2 separate regions of the Mus musculus genome follow, and region 2 is linked to region 1. The links are chromatin contacts, called in public HiChIP or PLAC-seq maps. All regions are on one chromosome and are shown on one strand. The core of a region is the stretch at or near the end of the contact, and the rest is flanking DNA. Distances in the headings are between cores, read along the strand shown.

The links. HiChIP or PLAC-seq counts read pairs in DNA pulled down with a chosen protein or histone mark.
Region 2: an H3K27ac HiChIP or PLAC-seq map of extraembryonic endoderm stem cells shows a contact between it and region 1, with 9 times the contacts expected there. The contact joins the promoter of Bahcc1 here to the promoter of Socs3 in region 1. A contact is called at or near these places in 1 of 39 promoter capture datasets (cranial neural crest), 2 of 484 Hi-C or Micro-C datasets (both in embryonic stem cells) and 2 of 115 datasets of contacts at active chromatin or transcription factors (embryonic stem cells and extraembryonic endoderm stem cells).

Annotation. Positions count from the first base shown.
Region 1 is chr11:117,967,489-117,971,188 of GRCm38.p6, reverse strand. Socs3 (suppressor of cytokine signaling 3) reads left to right here and starts at 1,823. Exons shown (of 2, transcript NM_007707.3): 1 at 1,823-2,314; 2 at 2,871-3,700. The coding sequence starts at 2,959. The coding sequence ends at 3,636.
Region 2 is chr11:120,231,539-120,235,103 of GRCm38.p6, reverse strand. It overlaps Bahcc1 (BAH domain and coiled-coil containing 1), which reads right to left and starts at 2,157. Exons shown (of 28, transcript NM_001347621.2): 1 at 1,997-2,157. It overlaps 2900052L18Rik (RIKEN cDNA 2900052L18 gene), which reads left to right and starts at 3,487. Exons shown (of 2, transcript NR_151480.1): 1 at 3,487-3,565.

The sequences.
Region 1 (3,700 bases), core at 574-3,073:
TGCCCCGCAGCTCTGCCGCCCCAGCGCTGCACCCGAGGCCTGACAGAGCCAGGCACGAAGTCAGGGTTTGTGGAATGGATGAATGAACTTGACTCGTGGCAGAGCATTGTAATTTACAAAGCACTTTCCCATCCATTAACTCCAGGGCTATTTCCTAAGAGTCCTCCCTGTCCTCCACTGCCCTCGGCTCAGAAGCATACGGTCAAGGCAGTGGCTGGGGAACACTCCCTGAATGAGATCAAGGAGGGCTTGTTCACAGAGAAAGGGAGAATCCATTTGGGGAGCCTGAGAGTGACTCGAAGGCAAGGACTGGGCCTCACCTGTGGGATCTCCATCTGTGAGCATCTGCTCATCAGACCAGTGTGAGATATTTTAAATAAGGCCCCTAAGCCTCTTGACTACTGGAATTGCCAGGGGCGGGGGACAGATGGGCACCCATCCCTATTTAACAGATAACAAGACTGAGTCCAGAGAGGCAGTGCACCTGCCCTGGTCTCTCTTAGTTCCTCAGCATCAGTGGAGCAGATTGGACACAGTGGGCCAGAAGGGAAGCAGGCAGCCCTCCCTCCTAGCCCAAGCTACTCTGTGTAGTCAGTTTGCCCTCCTACTGGTGTTACAAGAAGCCTGTGGTATCCAAGAGGGCAGGTCAGAAAGCCCACTGAGAGCAGACACTGTGTGTCACTTAGCTGGTTCTCAGGTGGCTGCCACTTCCTGCTGCCTGTTGCAAAACTCGACACTAGGCCTTTATAGATACTCACGTGACCAGGAGTAAACAACCTTTCACCTCAATCACCTGCTCTTATCAATACTCCCTCTCCACCCCACCATCGGGAAAGTTCAGACACCTTAAAACGTAGAGGCAAGAGAGGGTCCATTCTGACACCTCAGCGACTTTCAGGCAGTGGCTGAACCCGTTACAACGCTCTGTGGACAGTCCTCCTAGTCGACATTCCTTCTCAGGTTTGACCCTGTCCTGGGAAGTGAGGCTTCTCTCTCTGGGTTCCCCACTCCTGTTCTTGAATAAGGAGCCCCACAACCTCTTATTCTCTCTATACAGAGCCTGGGAAACAGCAAAACTCGGCTCGCCTACAAGACTCCAGCGCGCCCTCTGGTGGACTCGGGGGACGAGCATGGGATGAGGGTTTCTTTCCTCTAGCTCCCCCACCGCGCCGAGAGTACCTGGGCGGACCCACAGTTCGCCACGCAGGTTGGGAGGCCCAGATGAGTGATAAGGTAGTAGTTAGCTGCTCCTCCCACCCCACTCCCCAAAGGACATCAGCACCCACGTCTGTCACCGAAGAACCAGGCAATGGGCGGATGAGCTGAGGCCAGGTAGCTGCTTCTAAGTCAGTGTCTCCTCCACTTCTGGATCTCACAGCTTCATCTTTTGGACCTGTCTACAGGTAAATGTCGCGCATCCCCCTCCTCCACTTCCTAGGTCCCCAGTGGGCTGGTGGCTGAATGGTCCTACGTCCCTTTTGGTTGGCACGGGATGCTTGGAACTGTACATGAGGACCTCGGAGTGGCCTGGGTGCAGAGGGAGGGGAGCGTCCCCGCGGGGATCAAAAGAAAGGGAAGGGGTGCCAGGAGGGAGCCTCTCCCGGCTGGCCTCCTAGAACTGCCCGCGCGCTCCCATCGCGACGCCCCCGCCTCTGCCAGAAACCAGCCTTCTTAGAAGGGAGGGGGGGGAAAGTGTGAATGAGAAGTTGGGGGCGGAGCGCGCGGGGGAGGGGCCGCTGCCAGGAACGCTCGGCCAAGGCTGGCGCCGCGCCCGCCGGTCGGGCAGCCTCGCGCCGCGCTTTGTCTCCCTCTCGGTGAGTCTCGGCGGGTCCTGGAGGCCCCAGCTCCAAGCCCGCCCTCCGCGGCCCCTCCCTCGCCCTCCGCGCACAGCCTTTCAGTGCAGAGTAGTGACTAAACATTACAAGAAGACCGGCCGGGCAGTTCCAGGAATCGGGGGGCGGGGCGTACTGGCCGGGTAAATACCCGCGCGCGCGGCCTCCGAGGCGGCTCTAACTCTGACTCTACACTCGCCTGCTCTTACGACCGCTGTCTCTCCGGGCTCCCGGACGCCCCCTTCCCGGCCCAGCTCTCCGTCGAGGTCCCTCGCCCAGGTCCTTTGCCTGATTCGCCCAGGAGTGCGCCTCATCGGCCCGGGGAGCAGCGAAGCCAGAGGGGGCGCACGCACGGGGAGCCCCTTTGTAGACTTCACGGCTGCCAACATCTGGGCGCAGCGCGAGCCACTGCTGGCCGCCGCCTCGCCTCGGGGACCATAGGAGGCGCAGCCCCAAGGCCGGAGATTTCGCTTCGGGACTAGGTAGGAAGGAGGGGCGCGGTGTGGGGAAGGGTGGGGGCCTCGGTCCAGCTCGGGAGCTTTTCCCGGTTTCTCCTCCCCTTCCCGGGTCATTCCCGGTAGGGAGGGGACGAGGTAGGGGGCAGAGCGGATGAGAACCGAAGATCCCTGATTCCCGTCATACTCAGACTGGGGCCCTCGGGTTTCTCCTGTCCCCTCTCTCACATATCTCGGGTTTGGCACCCCCCTTTTTTCGCCCTCGCCACTGAGGACACCGGACTGAGAGGCGCCCTGAGCGTCCCTAGGGCTCTTGTGTCTCTCCCCATCCTGGCCGCGCTCCTGGAGACCCAACTTCCACGCGCGAGTTTTCTCTGGGCGTCCTCCTAGGGCGGGCAGGGGAAGAGACTGTCTGGGGTTGGCCGGCAGTGACCGAGGACAGTCGAGTTCCGCGAGGTGGCTGGGCCTGAGACACGGTCTAAAGCGGGGCAAAGGGGTGCCCCGGGCGCTAGGCGGAGGCTGGAGGGCCGGGCACGCTGGAGGGTTCCGGGCACTCACGCGCCTCACGCTTTGCTCTCTGCAGCTCCCCGGGATGCGGTAGCGGCCGCTGTGCGGAGGCCGCGAAGCAGCTGCAGCCACCGCCGCGCAGATCCACGCTGGCTCCGTGCGCCATGGTCACCCACAGCAAGTTTCCCGCCGCCGGGATGAGCCGCCCCCTGGACACCAGCCTGCGCCTCAAGACCTTCAGCTCCAAAAGCGAGTACCAGCTGGTGGTGAACGCCGTGCGCAAGCTGCAGGAGAGCGGATTCTACTGGAGCGCCGTGACCGGCGGCGAGGCGAACCTGCTGCTCAGCGCCGAGCCCGCGGGCACCTTTCTTATCCGCGACAGCTCGGACCAGCGCCACTTCTTCACGTTGAGCGTCAAGACCCAGTCGGGGACCAAGAACCTACGCATCCAGTGTGAGGGGGGCAGCTTTTCGCTGCAGAGTGACCCCCGAAGCACGCAGCCAGTTCCCCGCTTCGACTGTGTACTCAAGCTGGTGCACCACTACATGCCGCCTCCAGGGACCCCCTCCTTTTCTTTGCCACCCACGGAACCCTCGTCCGAAGTTCCGGAGCAGCCACCTGCCCAGGCACTCCCCGGGAGTACCCCCAAGAGAGCTTACTACATCTATTCTGGGGGCGAGAAGATTCCGCTGGTACTGAGCCGACCTCTCTCCTCCAACGTGGCCACCCTCCAGCATCTTTGTCGGAAGACTGTCAACGGCCACCTGGACTCCTATGAGAAAGTGACCCAGCTGCCTGGACCCATTCGGGAGTTCCTGGATCAGTATGATGCTCCACTTTAAGGAGCAAAAGGGTCAGAGGGGGGCCTGGGTCGGTCGGTCGCCTCTCCTCCGAGGCACATGGCAC
Region 2 (3,565 bases), core at 908-3,407, 2.3 Mb before region 1:
AACTCGCTTCTCCACCGCGCGGGCCTATTCGGCGATAGCCACGGCGCGGAAGGCTCAAACAAGGCCGAGGCGTTGTTGGCGCCGGGGTCAGAGGATGGGCTGCCCGGGGATGGAGAGGGACTTGCGCGCCCCAACCCAGGCCGGCGCCTCTCGAGCCCCGGAGGGCGCCGAGCAGGACAAAGGGAAAGGAGGAAGGGGAGGGAGGTCAGGAACCTGCCGCTTCAAAGGCGCCGAGGGCCGGAGTGGGGTCGGAGGCTGCGCGCGCGGTACAAGGCTTCGCGACGGCCTCCGGGGAGTCGTGTGCGCTGGGCTTTTGTTCTGGGCCCCCCACCCCCAGTAAGACATTTCAAAGTGGGAGCGAAAGTGGGGGCTGCCGGCGATTCTCGGGACGCGGGCTCTGGGCTCAAGCAGTGGCTTTACTCTCCACCCCCTGCGGGCCGATCGCCGGCTCGTTCGTGCCTTTCTCTCAAGCCTGCTAGACTTTCTACGCAAACAAGGGGTGGGTTGTGTCTCCGGTACCCGCCGTTGCGCTTCTGAACGGACTAGAGGGGACTTTTCTTTGTGTTCTGTCCTGCCCGAGAGCTGCCGCGCCGCCCCGGTCTGCTCGCGCCCAGGGCCTGGGAAAGCCGGCTCCATACGGAGCGAGTAAGGGCAGAAACTGAGGCCACAGACCGAGAGCCGCGGCCGGAAGCTGAGATGCAGCAGATCGCCGAGTCCCGAGGCTCCGAGGCCTCCCCAAGCCAAACCCCGGTACAAGACACCGCAATGGACCCCGGGCAGGATTGGACCAGAGGAAACAGTGGCAGCGGGCAGAGAGCCGCGCGCGGCCGGAGAGCCGACGACGAGAGCACAGCTAAAGAACCCGAACCCCAGAAATCCTCCCCCGGGTGGCTGGGCGTGACCCCCAGAATTGTGCACCCTCCTGAGGCTTGGGCAGCACTCGTACCCCCAGCTCCTCAAGGTTTGCTTTGTTTTCAAATTTCGCATCGAAACGCCGGGTCTGAGACGCCTTTGTCCTCCGGTGGAGGCCAAGCTCTGGAGTCCGTGGGCTCCCTCCTGCCGAGTTTCCCGCGCGGGTGGGCGCAATGGGGCCTGCAAGGCCAGGCCGCAGCCAGGAGCGCGCCGGGAGCGAATGGCTCCAGCGTCGCTTCACAACCCGCTCCCTGCGAAACCCGCCCCCCCCCCATCAGCCCAGCTAGGAACGGGGACTGGGTGGTGCAAGACCCCCGCTCTGGGAAATGGACCGGTCCCCGGACCACGCCACGCGGGTCTTGGCCTGAGCCCGCGTGCTGCCCAGAACGCGCAGCATGAAGACGCCCCACTGTTCAGCCCCCCTCCTCCATCCCAACTCCCCCAGAGAGGGAAAAAAAGGGAAATGTTCTGAAAAGAATTAAGTCTGTGGGGAGCGGAACCTGAAAACCTGCCAGTACCCCTCTAATCTCCTGTCCCTTCACTGAGGCCCGGAAAGCCGTGGCCACGGAGAGCCGACCGTTCCCTGCGCCACGGAACGACCGGGCGGAGCCCATTCAAGATTGCTGGGGGAGGGGAGTAAGATGGGGGAGCAAATAATTGGGGTTCGCTCCTGGTTCCTCCAGAACTGGGCTCTCACTGACTGTCCATTCGGGGCTACCCGCGAGGCTCTTGCTGAACGAAGCTTGGCGGTCTCTGTCCTGTCTCGATAATTTATTTTTAATGCAGGGTGTCGATCGAGACAACAAGCGCTCAGAGCAAAGCAAGGACGCATTACGGGGGGAATTTTAAACCGATCGATAAAATTTTTCAGAAGAAAAAATATCGTACTCATATATATAGTCCATCTTTTAAAAAAAAGCCTTTCAACATCATAACGGATTTTAAAAGGGAAGCTCTATTATTTAACATCACAATCCTGAATTTCTTTTGCTTAAAAATGTAAACCCCCAAAAACCAAAATAATATAATAAAATAATAAAAATAGCAAAAAAAATTAAAAATGAAAGCAATTTGAGTTACTTACTGGAGGCTGTTTCCTGGATACAATTGAATGCAATACAATTAAATCAGTAAATGTGACTTTGGTTTGTATTCCTATTGGTATTTTCAATGTGCTGACTGTTGCACTGTGAATGCACGGCTTCCACAACAACGACTCTAGCGAGCCCATCCAGAGCGGCTCTCAAACCTGCAGCCCGGCGCGGCGAGCCACGGGCCCTGCATACTAATAAGCTCGTGCCACTCAGCCCGGAGCAGCCCGAGCGCTGATTGGCTGCTCGGCCCTCCACGGCCCTGAGCTCGTGCCACTCATTCGGCGTAAACAGGCCTCCCAATAGGCTGGCGCCGGGCCAGGGAGCTGCCAATCAGGGAGCAGCAGGGCTACTACCAAGCCTGATGGCGCCTAATTCAAGCCCAGCGACTGCGCAGCTCCTTTGCGCAGATCATTGCTGCTGAATGGGAATGTGGTGGCGCAGGGCGGGAGAGGAGCTAGGGATAGTGAGAACGGGTGTCCGTGTCCAGGGGAGACTTGTGGTTTTGTTTTTCCATAATTTGTCAGGTGTAAGGTTTGGGGCATTTTTATTTGTTTTTATGCACAAAATAAAAAAGAAGAAATAGCCTCACGCTGTAAACCAGATGCTCTGTCCATACCAAGGGTCTGTTTGGCAGGTGGCAGAACCTGCTGCACGTAGGCCCAACTTCCAAGCGCAGATTCTGAGTTACCCTGATGTACCTCCACTCCCAGGCGCCCCCCACCCAAACTAGGAATACACTTCTGCCTGAGGCATGCCCACAGGCTCCATATATGCCCTTCTTCCCCCTGCCCGAGAGGCAGATGTACCTTTCTTCGCCAGCCATCTATCTGTCCGCTCTCAATTATTATCTCCCTCCGCCACACTTTGCAGCGTAGCAACAATCGAAATGAAAATCGAGGCTCTGTTGCCAAGATAAGGATTTACTTTTTCTATCAGCCCCTAGATTTTAAAAATATCTTCACTTGATAATTTTAGGGGTGGTTGTCATGGTGTGAAAACCATGCTTAGCATTTCTCAGGGCCTGTCCCTGCATATTCGCAAATTTCTCTCTACAATGGAAAACAGCCTCTAAACAATTCTCTTTATCATAATCAGAATCAAAGCGCTTTTAAAATATTCTGCAAGCAAATATTTCGGTTAGAATTTGGTTGCCTACCCAAATGTTATTTATTCTCAAGAAGTAGAGGTGATGTCTTAGTGGCGATGAATACATAATTTCTGCTTCTCTTTTTCTCTGTGTGTTGGGGGGGAGTATTTAAGTAGATGCCAATCGACACAGCTATATTCCTTTGGATTTTTCCAGTCTCTTTCCTGCGTGGACACAAAGGAGTTAAATCTGAGATCTGTGGTCTCCTCTCTTTCCCCGCCTCCCTTGCTTCTGCAAAACGGTCACGATTGGTTGGCACTTTGCCAGCGGGCTGTCCATCACTAAGTGTAAACAAGGCGCTGATTGGCTGTTATCCAGTCCGCACCGGGCCTCCTGAAAAAAGCAATTACTGGCTCCGCGGTTTCAAGGCTGCCCAAGGCCGCTTGATGAAAGGAGATAAACCGGGGACGGT